Linked DNA regions of Xenopus laevis: region 1 is linked to region 2. A link is a contact called in public Hi-C data. All regions are on one chromosome and are shown on one strand. Each heading gives the region's core, a stretch centred on a gene start, on an enhancer-like site or on the middle of the called end of the contact. The rest is flanking DNA. Distances are from core to core; before and after follow the strand shown. Region 1 holds the start of ssbp2.S (single-stranded DNA binding protein 2 S homeolog). Region 2 has its middle 100 kb from the start of ssbp2.S.

The links. Hi-C and Micro-C count contacts between places; a contact is called where the count stands out from the background.
Region 1: a Hi-C map of the XL177 cell line shows a contact between it and region 2, with 3 times the contacts expected there. The contact joins the promoter of ssbp2.S here to the enhancer-like site in region 2. A contact is called at or near these places in 2 of 4 Hi-C or Micro-C datasets (the XL177 cell line and the XTC cell line).

The regions. Positions count from the first base shown.
Region 1 is chr1S:169,981,932-169,988,525 of Xenopus_laevis_v10.1, reverse strand. It overlaps ssbp2.S (single-stranded DNA binding protein 2 S homeolog), which reads right to left and starts at 4,563. Exons shown (of 18, transcript NM_001086878.1): 1 at 4,241-4,563. The coding sequence starts at 4,296.
Region 2 is chr1S:169,881,346-169,887,345 of Xenopus_laevis_v10.1, reverse strand. No RefSeq gene overlaps it. Among protein-coding and RNA genes, the nearest start is that of ssbp2.S, 100 kb to the left of the region's middle. Within about 2 kb of position 1,280, at least 6 of the 7 cell types and tissues checked have an H3K27ac peak or open chromatin away from gene starts, as enhancers often do.

The sequences.
Region 1 (6,594 bases), core at 3,314-5,813, 98 kb before region 2:
GCTGCAACAGCTGGACATGTGATCTTGCTTATCCATCCAGGATCATTATGGTTTCATTCTGGGAGGGTACTAGAAGGATACCAGAAATAAAACCAGTCATGCTGAAACCACAAACAACAAAGAAAGGAAGCCAGGGGCCTGCTGAGATCCTATCACTCCCCCAAGGGTGGGGACCCTTAGGGGACTTGCCGAGGTGAATTCTAAACAAATTTTACGAATTCACCCTTGAATTCCCACCCTTGCTGCTCTGCTTCACTCTTCAGTTATATATAATATTCTACGTGTGAGAGTGAAATAAAAAATCCCTTTGTTTATAAAGAAGCATTTCCCAGTCTATCTGACTGCAGAGTTTGGAGGCTGGCAGTTGCAGGATGCCAGACAAGGGTTTGAGAGCAATGTTTGCTGTCAGTTACTCTAAGCAATGTACATGGGGCAGAGGGGGTGTCCCTTCTCTAAGAGAAAATAGACATTGCTGCCCCTTTTCTCTGTTACAATAAGTACTGCACATAGGCCAGAGGTGCTCCCTCTTCTCTAGGTGACAGTATGTAATGAACAATGAAGAGAACTGACAGTAAGTACATGAGGCACAGGATTTTTTTTTTGTAAAACAATCATATTCATTTGGTTGGCAGTTTGGTTGATATCGACCATACTTCCAAACATGTCTATGTCACTAAAGGGTTCAGTCTCAATTGAACATCTTGTGATCTTACTTGATTGCAATTCAGTTGCCCAAACAGAAACTGTCATATTGTCAGCAGAAGCATGGCACCACATGAATGAAATGAAGAGGTGCCACATTTGCCCATTGTATGGCCAGTCACTTGGTATCATTGTGTCTGTCCCACAGGCCAACTGGCCAGAAATCTTGGGAGGCAGGCCAACGTATGGTCACTTGTTATATAATCATATTGTTAATGGGGCAGAGCGCTGCTCCTATAATAAGCAACAGTACATGGGGCAGAGCTGCGGTCTTCTCTCAGTTACAGTATGTGAATACCCAATGTTTAGATATCTATAAAATATGACAATATCTCATGTGATGTTTTTGTGGGCTATTTATTATTACTTGGGCATACAATGGAGATTATTTAGTAAACATCACATCAGATAATGCCATGTTTTGTAGATATCATACATACATACATACATACATACATACAGCCCTCCTGTTGTCATTGAGGCTACAAATTCCAACTTCAACGAGTGCTGTAGGAATACAGAACTGACACCCCTGCAATATACACATCAGTGTGCATTAGTGCATTACTATCAACAGACCATCCATGCAAATAATATGACTATAGTAACCATTCTCATTCAATGTAGTAAGAGAATCCTCCTGCATTTCTATAAAGTACAACCTTCCTGAGTGCAGGCTTTTCTGCCCATTACTGAAATACACAAAAGGCCCACATTAAAATGTCTATACCACAAGTCAGTACTCTAGAACAGTGCTGTCCAACTTCTGTGATACAAAGCGCTGGAATTTTTGTGGCCTACATGGTAGAGGGCCAATAATGGAAGCCAGTGTTGACCACTCCCTGTTTTTAAACCACACCCACTTTAAACCACACCCATGTTACCACAAGACCATACCGACATTAACAATTAAGTGATAGCACACCAAAAGAACCAAATCGTTGGTGCTAACTGCAGGGATATCACTCATCAATCTTTTTTTTGGCACACACAGGGAGTGTAGGGCAGGCAGAGTATGGCACACACAGGGAGCTTAGGACAGGTAGAGTATGGCACACACAGGGAGCATGGGGTAGGCAGAGTATTGCACACACAGGCAGTACAGGGCAGGCAGAGTATGGTACACAGGAAGCATAAGGCAGGCAGAGTATGGCACACACAGGGAGTGTAGTGCAGGCAGAGTATGGCACACACAGGGAGCATAGGGCAGGCAGAGTATGGCACAAACAGGGAGCATGGGGTAGGCAGGGTATTGCACACACAGGCAGTCCAGGGCAGGCAAAGTATGGCACACACAGGGAGCATAGGGAAGGCAGAGTATGGTACACAGGGAGCATAGGGAAGCAGAGTATGGCACAAACAGGGAGTATAGGGCAGGCAGAATATGGCACAAACAGGGAGTATAGGGCAGGCAGAATATGGCACACACAGGGAGCATAGGGAAGGCAGAATAGAGCAGAAGACAGGGAAACCTATCAGGACCACTTTAAGATGTGCTACATACAGTGACACAGTGCTGGTGCCCCTTCAGCAGTTTGTATGAAGAGTAAACAGGTAAACAATGTGGGCAGTCTCAGTCTAGGTACCAGGTGTGAAAAGTACAAGGATTTAGGGGTGTGAACAATAGAGGTGTTACAAGTGTGAACAATATAGGGGGGATTACATGTGTGAACAATACAGGGGACTACAGTCTGAATAGGAGGTTTAAACAACGCAGGGGCCAGTTAATCTCTGCAGTGATAAAGTTTACACATGGTAAGCAGACACAGCAGGAAGACTTTCACATGGGCTGCCAGTTGGGCAGCCCTTCTCTAGATGATGCTCAACTACAACCCACAGTTTAAAATGCTGGAAGTTGTAGTTGAACAGTATGTCGAGGAGTTGTCTATACCTGTCCTACACAGACGCTCCTACCTACAATCACTTGTGCCTGGACATGAACCTCGCTATAATAAGAAAGGAATAGTGACAGGTAAGTTGAACTTTGCTAGCTGACACAACTGCCTCCCGTCTATGATACAAATAAGAACAGGCAATTTATCCCTCACCATTGCATGTATGCTTTCTGCAGAGTCTTGTCCCCTGCCTGTTCCTCATGCACTTTCCCTCCAAGGAGCTCACACACACACGACCCGTGGCACAAAGTAGAGCTCGGCATGTTCCACACTAACTCCAGCAGCACAGGAGGAGATGACAGAGCTGATAAAAAACAGAGCGAGCCATTGTTTGCTGTCCCCCCGATAATGTCCCCATGGTACATATGCCCTCACCTTTCCATTCAGCATACGGAACACTTGTAAAAAACAGGACTAGCAGGAGCACCCACTGAAACTTCCAGTCATCACTTGGACTGTGCACAAGGTGGCTGGGAGTCCTGCTGGAGTCCAGCCTGCAACTAGTTCTCAAGAGATGGCTCTTTATGATACCGACAATAATGCCCATGTCTAGGGACTAGACTGTAAGCTCTAAGGACCAATTGCTGGGTAAATGTGTTTTTTACTATGTAATGAATGATAATAATACATACTATTCACACAAATCAGCCCCAGATATATCTTGGATCAGTAATAGGTCCCTGCGGCAGAGGGAAACAAACAATGGTAATGCAACTGACACAAATAGCAGAAAGTGTTCCAAAGGGCATGCAATCTAATTGAGCAAGGCAGGTTGCAAGTGCCAAGCATACTACACACTGCAGCACATACAACAGAGACAACAAAAGCAGAGGTGCATGTATACACACTGACAGGGAAGGCCCAGGGACCCCAGAGTTTGCAACCTACAGCACAACATGTGTGTCCTGCCATACAAAACACCTTCTGAAATAGAACTTCCAACATATCCCTCACATGGCCGAGGGATGCCGGGAGTTGTTGATAAACAAGAGCTGGAGGACAGCAGGTTATACACCCTGGAAGGATAGGCAGCTATTTACAAGTGATGCTGTATACAACAACATGCAGAGGAGGCATGTGCAACCTGCCCCCCCCCCCAACAGCCTCTGTTAAACTACAACTCTCAGCAATGCCCAGGCAATTGAAGGTATGCTGGTAGCCATTAATTGCACAAAAGCTGGAGGGCCATAGATGGGCCATAGATGGGATATAGGTGGGATATAGGTGGGATATGTGTGCAGTAAAGTAGCACTTATGTAATGACATGGGTCACAGCCAGAAGCCTCCACTTCACTCAGGGATGATCAGATAGAAGAGCTCCAGCTGTTGTTCAAGCACAAAGTCAATGGGCACAGACAGTACACCCCAGCAGCTCCCTGTGACTGTGCAAGGAGGATGCAAGTTGTAGTTCAGCAGCTCCCCAGTGTCCTTGCTGTACAACAGAGAGATATGGGGCCCCAGCCTCCCCCAGCAGCTACTCACCCCACTGCCAGCAAAGTTACTTTCACACAGTCCCCGTTCCTTGTTACACCAAGAGGAGGCAGGAAGTTCTCAGCCCCATGTCTGTCTGCCCCCAGTGCCCCAACTGCACCTCCCGCTGCCTCCATGCCCCGCGGCCCCACAGGGGTCTGAGTGCCACTTACTTCTCCCTGGCCTGGCTGTCGGACGGTACGCTGTTACTCTTGCCTTTGGCGTACATGCTTGCAGAAAGCTCCGATTGTCACACACACCTGTCAACCGATCACAGCCTTCCACCAGGAACAACCCCGTCACCATGGCGACACCAGCAGCGCCCGCCCCTGATAGGCCCGGTCGGCTCCCAGCCCCACCCTCTCCCCATGGCAACCAACATGATAGGCAGTTCCTTCCACACCCCCAACCTTCTCCCGTGCTCCCTCCTCCTAAGCAGGCTGGGCTGAGAGCAGAGCAGAGGGAGAGCGGCTTCCTCCCCCTCCTCCTTTCTCTCTGAGCTGGGGGGAGGAGGGGGGATTTGAAACCGTTCTAGAAGGATTTTTAAACAACTGGCTGTTCCTTCTAATGGCTGCCACTCCCGCCTCTGCGCCCAGCCAGCCACAAACTGTGGGCTGGATCCGCATAATTCCAAGGCTAGGGACGCACTAGTCACCAATGTTATTTCTCATTCCTAGGCCAGGGGATCCCTCAGCAATTCCCAGGCACCCTGAATATTACTGTTCCTTGCTAAGGCTGACCTTTTCCAATGCTATAACTCCAAGCCCAGGGACATCCTGACTAAAATCATGTTTTTCCTAGGCTAGGCTTGTCTACCAGTCTGTAAACTTCATACTTGATATTATGAGAGAGAAACAAAAAAATAAAGGAAAGCTGCTTTTTTATTCCAGAGAAGGCCACAACCTTACAGGGAAAGCCCTGGTAATGTCACTGCACCCTCATTATGCCAATGTACATTGTGTAATATTACTCTAGTATTTCTCTTTATTAGTCCTAGTCAGTGTCGGACTGGGACACCAGGGGCCCACCCAAAAACCTTAGACCAGGGGCCCACCCAAAAACCTTAGACTAGGGGCATAATCTCAGTATTATTATTATTTTCCTCTCCTCATTCAACATCTATTCTCCTAGTCTCTTTTCTTTACATACTATAATCTATTATTCCACCTATTTAACCTAGGGTTGCCGCCTGGCTGGTATTTTACCGGCCTGGCCGGTAAAAATAATGGCTGATCCCAATGTTATTAATAGGGAAACAAGATAAATAGATAGGAAGGCCGGTATTTTTTCCCAGAAAACGCGGCAACCCTAATTTAGCCTCTTTGTTTTTATAGAAATAGGGAATTACCATGAATCAAGCCGAATGTTTAGCAGCATGAGGGCCCTCTGACACCTGGGCCCAACGGGAGTTTTCCTGGTATCCCAGTGGGTCAGTCCAACACTGGTCCTAGTCTATGGGCACCATCACTAATGCCACAGCCACGGGTTTATGCGTAGTATTATCACTATTTGGTAACCCATACAACACTAGAAAACCCCATAACACTGTAAATATATTTATGCAGGCAAGTAATGTGATAGCATTTTACAGAGACAACTGGTAAAACTTGCAGTGGTGTCCAGTATGCAGCCCTCTTGTTGTTATTATCAACCAAATGCAAAAGTAGAATGGCTAGCAGCATAGCGACTACAATACACAACGGTGGAGTACATTGAAATGGGATTTTTGACAGAATGCTTACTCTAGTTTGGTGAAAGTGCTGTGATGTTAATCTGATGTTCTGGCTGTGTGTAATGTATCTCTGAACCTCGTACCAGTACCTAAACGTGTTTTAAAGAAGGGAAGGCTCTTCATCGAGTATGGTTAATACCTAGGGTTGCCCCCCGGCCGGTATTTTACCGGCCTGGCCCTTAAAAATAATGCATGCTGCCAATTTTATCAATAGAAAACAACGGCATGAATATAGGAAGGCCGATATTTTTTTCCAAAAAAGGTGGCAACCCTATAAATACCCACACGCCAAAATTATTTCTGGTAGTTGATTATACTCACAGACAAATAGGTTTTGTTTTAATCATCAAATCTCTATGGTTACTTCCAAAAATCCTCCTTTGGACAATAAAGAATAGCATGTGCCTTTAATAAAGGAAAGTATTGCACTTACAATGTTCCACTTTAAAATTGCAATTAAAATCAAAAGGTTCCCCGCAGTCTATACTGAGATATCTTCAGCGTTACTCAATCCCTACTGCTCATGTCCTTGTTCTGCTTCCGCACTCGTCATAGCGTTTTGCCCACGTGTAATGTATCTTTGAATCACGTACCAGTACCTACACTAGGGTGGGCATTCACAAAATTGGCATTATAATGAAATATAAAAATTTAAATATTAGTTCACACCGTAAAAGAATCAAATGGCAAATTGACAATTGCCTGAACGCCTCTTCTTTTTAATCCACCCAATGGCAAAATGTTTTTACATCAAAAAAGTTGGAGTAAAATGACTTTGACAGTTCAACTCCATCT
Region 2 (6,000 bases), core at 31-2,530:
TTGCTGTGGGGTTAACGGGGTTGTTCACCTTTGAGATAACTTTTAGTATGACGTAGAGAGTGATATTCTGAGACAATTTGCAATTTTTTTGAGTTATTGAGCTTTTTTTGAAATCCGGAAACTAGGGTCCAAATTACCCTAGCAACCGTACATCGATTTGAATAAGAGACTATGAATACGAATGGGCCTGAATAGAAAGACGATTAATAGTTAGCAAAAAGTAGCAATAACAATACATTTGTAGCCTAAAGGTGGCCATAGACGCAAAGATCCGCTCGTTTGGCGACATCGCTAAACAAGCCGATCTTTCCCCGATATGCCACTAACGGACATGGCTATATCGGGGGTAATCTGAACGGTTGGCCCTATGGCTGAACGATCGGATTATAATGAGAGCACAATGGGCTCCGGCGGGATGGTCGGGACAAAATCAAACCTGTCCGATCGACCAAACGACCGATCTCCGCCGGACGCAAAAATGTCGCTACCCGAAAATCGTATCCTCTATTTGTACGATAGGATCTTTGCGTCTATGGCCAGCTTTACAGCGCATGTTTTTTTTTAGAAGGGAGTCAGCGACGCCCATTTGAAAGCTGCAAAGAGTCAGACGTAAAAAGGCAAATAACTATAAAACGAAATAATAAAAGCCAATTGGAAAGTTGCTTAGAATTGACCATTCTATAACATACTAAACGTTACCTCAAAGGTCAACCACCCTTTAATTAAGGTTGCCACCTTTTGTGGAAAGAAATACCGGCCTTGCTATATATTGATCTTTTTTCCCTATTAATAAAATTGATATCAACCATCATTTTTACCGGCCAGGTGGCAACCCCACCTTTAATGGCCATTTGAATAGTGTGGGAATGTCACATAGCGTTTCATTATTTCTCCCCTACACTCTGGTAACACTACAACTCCCAGAATGCACGTATAGCCTTCAGCCAGAAGAGCTGCAGCATTCTATCACCAACCTGCTGCTTTCCCTTATATTATTAACAAAAAGGCCCTATTTTATTTGGCATGGCAGGGAACAGCCTCAGATAAACGGGACAAGGATACAATTATTCGACTATATCATTTCAATCGTTTCTTTGCACAGAGGTAGATGTAGTTGCACTACAATTCCCAGCATGCTTTGACAAGCACAGCTATTAGAGGAGGCCGGACACAGAGTATTTGGCCCTTGGCTGCTGCAGTATATGAATAGAGGGTGTGCAGGACGGGCTGCCTCCCCGGTTCTGTGTGTGTGTAGGTTGCAGCAGAGTTACTTTAAGGCTTCCCCTCCCCTCCTGCTCGCACACAGATCCAGCGCTGGTGGTACAGAGCCGTAGCTACAGACTATACAGTAATTCCCCAGCAAGGGCGCCTTGAAACTGCCAGGGCTGAATAGCATTTGCTGTTCTGTGAGTGTTACCCCTCCCTCCGCAGCCCCTGGGAGCGCAGCTTATCCCGGAAGTGCTGCTGTCTCTCATACACAGGCTTACACTGCAGCCTCACCAGCTCACTGGGCTGTAGACCCTCTGCCCTGTGGGGTTACTTATCTACCCCCTTCCAGGGGCAGTTTTAGGACAGGGCAGAAAAGGCACTGGTCCCCCCACAGTATCATAGGGCTCTTTGTTATGAAAATGCTGATAACAAATGACACATGGGTGTGTGTGTGTAACACTTGTTATATTTGGTGATGTACATTACTGACTCCCAGCCTGTGACCCATTATTAACCTTATTCTGGAACCCAGAGAAACAGTCACAATTAAAGTGTGATTATAGTTTGCAAGGAATATATTTTAGGGTAAGGTCACACTGGGCGATTCGGGGAGATTTTGTCGCCTGGCGACTAATCACCTTGTCTTTGTGGCGATCAATCTCCCGAATGCCTCACCTCTGTCTTGCGCCGGCTAAAATGAAAAATCGACTGCGGCATGGCACACGTCGTGCTTCTTATTCCGAAGTCGCCCCGTTTCCTCCCAATGGAACTTCGGGAATATGAAATGACGCATGTGCCATGCCGCAGGCGACTTTTCATTATAGCCAGCGCAAGACAGAGGTAAGGTGTTCTGGGAGATTGATCACCGCAAAGACGAGGCGATTAGTCGCCAGGTGACTAATTCTCCCCAAATTGCCCAGTGTAACCCTAACTCTACAAGGGTTAATGATACGCAAACCTAATGCTTATTTAGGGTGGTGGCACAAGCTGCTACTTGGGGAGATTAGTCGCCCAGCGACAAAACACCTCTTCTTTGGGGCAACTAATCCCGAAATGCCTTCCCGGATCGTTTCGGCTTTCCAAAATTGCCCCAAGTTTCCTTGTGAGGTACTGCAACTAAGGGCAACTATTGGAAAAACAAAGCGATCTGAGTGTCATCCCACCGGCGATTTACATTCTAGCCGGCAGGAAGGCATTTCGGGGAGATTAGGCGCCTGAAGAAGAGGCAATTTGCCGCTGGGTGACTAATCTCCCCAAGTAGCAGCGTGTGCCACCACTAATGATGCCACCATTTTTGGAAAAATTAACCACCCTTATAGAGACAGGTTTATGGGCTTTGCAGCCTCACAGGATTTTACATTTCTTTGATTATTTTAAGGAAACCTTGGCTGAAATCATTTTAATTATAATGGTTAGTGCCAGCTACAAGTCTCTTATGGGCTACACTTACCCAAATGTAACATTCCTGTTAGCATTGCCACCTGGCCTGTATTTTGCCGGCCTGGACGGTAATAATGATGCTTTATGCCAATGTTTTACATAGGGAAAAAAGATAAAAATATAGGAAGGCTGATTTTTTTATTCCAGAAAAGATAGCGACCCTAATTTCAGTGAGGGATGCAAGTGACTTTCACCTTCCAAACACTTTTTTCAGTTCACTTGTCTTCAGATTTTTCACCATAAACAAAGACTTTTTTCAGTTGCTTTCCATCTTTTATCTTTTTCCCAGAATTTAAGTTTAATGCTCCTCTCTCTAGTGTTTCAGTCTGGCAGCTCAGTGATCCAGGAGCAGCTGAACAGTTACAATTTGCTACATTTAGTTGATACATTTCTCAGCAGTATCTGTGGAATATTAGCAACTATTGTATCAATTCTAACAGCTGCCTTTAATGAAACTCAGGGATTCAGCTCAGCAGGGACAAAGATAACAAAAGAAGCAACTAAATATATCAATTTAGAACTGTTAAAGGGTCTGCGACCCCCCCAGAGCTTAAATCAGACTTTAACTGTTAAGGTGAAAAAAGTAAGTTTACACTTCAACATTTATTTCTGGTAGACAATCCAAAATTAACTGACCTGAAAAAAGTTTTTAAGGTGAACAGTAAGTGCAGCCTCCCTGCAGAATTTTCTAGACGTGTCCTTCTGGTGATCTGATAACCCTACAATGGGCTATGGCATACATGATATTTTTGACTATAACTACTCCTAGAGGTGGGTAACATGGGTCACCCTTCATGTTCTGTGTTTTAGGTGATGATCATTTCCTTTGTACTACTAAAGATGTAGCACCTCTTATGTATGTATCTAGGAAACTTTAGATGTTTTGATGACAATGCCCCATGCGCTCTATAATTATGTACCCACAGAGGTGCTGAGCTGCATTTAAAGGAGTACTGCATTGTTGCAGAGAGCAGTTGTAGCTGCACATCAGTACTAGGGCATGTGCTTTCAGTATCAGTCTAGTTTTTTAGGGGAGAGATGGCAACTCTTATCTTCATTCCTTTCATTACCCTCTTGGGACCCATTAGAAGTGTATGCTGGAAGCGGTAGCTGTGCAAGAGCTGCATGAGTGCAGGCTGGACAGTCTGTAAACCAGAATGCTCGGGACCTGGGGCTTTCCAAACAATGGATCTTTCCATAATTTGAATCTTCATACCTTAAAGGGGGAGCTTCATCATTCTGAAATAAGAAACTTTCTAAATAAAATCAATTAAACATTCTAAATCATTTTTGAAATAATCAAGTTTATCTTCACTATCCCTCTCTCAGCATCTGTTTCTCCTCATTATCTTTCATGCAGCAGTTGGGTGTCAGATATTCATTGACAGTTAGATCCAATATATCTTATATGGGGGCTTCATTTCCTAGCAGATGTATTGGAGCTCACTCAAATAACTGATTCCTTTACAAACAAAATCTAACAAAATAACTGGCTTTTGTACAAATTCTGCATGTAGAGAGACATGATGTCTGGTGATTTTAATAGAGTGAGCTCTAATACATCTTCTAGGCAAAAGGAGCCCCCTATAAGATATATTGGATCTAACTGTCAATGATTATCTGACACCCAACTCCTGCATGAAGAGAGAATGAAGAGAAACAAGTGCTGAGAGAGGAATAGTGAAATAAACTTGATTATTTCATAAACAATACAGAATATTTAAGTGGAGACCGACAGAGGGGTGAGCGACGGAGGGGATGGGTGAGCAACGGAGGGTAGAGGAGGGAGGGGAGAGCGATGGAGGAGAGGAAGGAAGGAAGCAGAGTAAGAATGAGGGGTGCGAACACGGACTAGGGGTAGGCAGAAGAAAATTTTAGAGGTAGCTGCCCAGCGTCCCCTATCATTGCGCCCTACTCAGCTGCCTTTTCTGCCTACCCCTAGTTCCGTCCCTGAGTACAAGGTACTGTTTTATTATTACATGCATGTTTGCTTTGCACATAGCACACTTGCCCCTCACAGGGAATTAAAGGGACAGTATATAGGCGTGTGCTGTATATTGCTGTTTGTACAATTTAGATTTTTTTTTTAATTGTCTTTTTCCGCACCAGATTTTTTTGTGAAAATGTATTAATAAATACGGTATAGAAGTCAACGAAACTTTATTTTTAAACAAAATAGTTACAAATTTTTGAAGTTTGATAATTAGCCCTTTCAACACAAGCTGTCTGTATATACATTTTCTCTGATATATCTAGTAGTGATAAGTATATATCAATAATTTGTAAGTAAACTTCTGTCTTCAGCCCTGTTCTCATATACAGGGAATGTTCTTATAGTGGGAAGTATAGCAAAGGCTGTTCTTAATCAGTGGGGCTCATTTATCAACACTGGGCAAATTTGCCCATGGGCTGTTACCTATAGCAACCAATCAGTGATTAGCTTTTTAAAGCCAGCTGCAAGAAGAACAATGAATGCAGCAATCTGATTGGTTGCTATAGGTAACAGCCCATGGGCACATTTGCCCAGCATTGATAAATGTACCACTGACTCCTACATAATAAATACAAACATCATAATCAAAAAACCACTGTGCCATGAATCTTACTGAGTCAGGTATAACGTGTTCAAGGTGCATGAGTGGAGGTAATGAATTGTTTTAAAACTTTTCAAGATAAGTCAGCAAATCCATCTGGTTTAGACTTACCTCTACTAGATATATTAAATGTATTCATTTACATTAAAATCCCATTGTCATCCTTTTTATAAAGCATTGGCAAAGTTGGGATTGTTCACGCTGGAGAAGAGGTGCCTCTGAGGCAAATCGGAGAGACTTCAGATGGGGTTTTTGCCTTCCTCTGGATCAACTGGCAGTTAGGTAAGAGTTAAAAGGTTGAGCTTGATGGACATGTGAATTTTTTCAACCTAACTTACTATGTAACTATGAAATGCTATTCTATATATATATATATATTCTATTGAATACTGTAGTTAATTATTCTCGTTAGTCTCTTTGCCATTGGAGCTTACAATGTAAATTCCTATCCACATGTGCATACATACACACATTTACTTGGGTTAATTCCATCAGGGGCCAATTAATCTGCCCATGTGTTTTGGGGTCTTGGTGTAAAGCAGAGTATCTGGAAAACACCCCGTGCAATCAGGGAGACCAGACAAACCCCACAAAGATTGGGTCTTGGAGCTCAGATGTGCAAGGGATCATTGCAAACCACTACCCACATTATCTACCTACAAAATGTCATTTTCAACTTTTAGAAATATCCATAATTGGAATGTCGTAATTTCTGTCATAAACATTTTTTTTCTATAAACATGTTTTTGCATGCCGT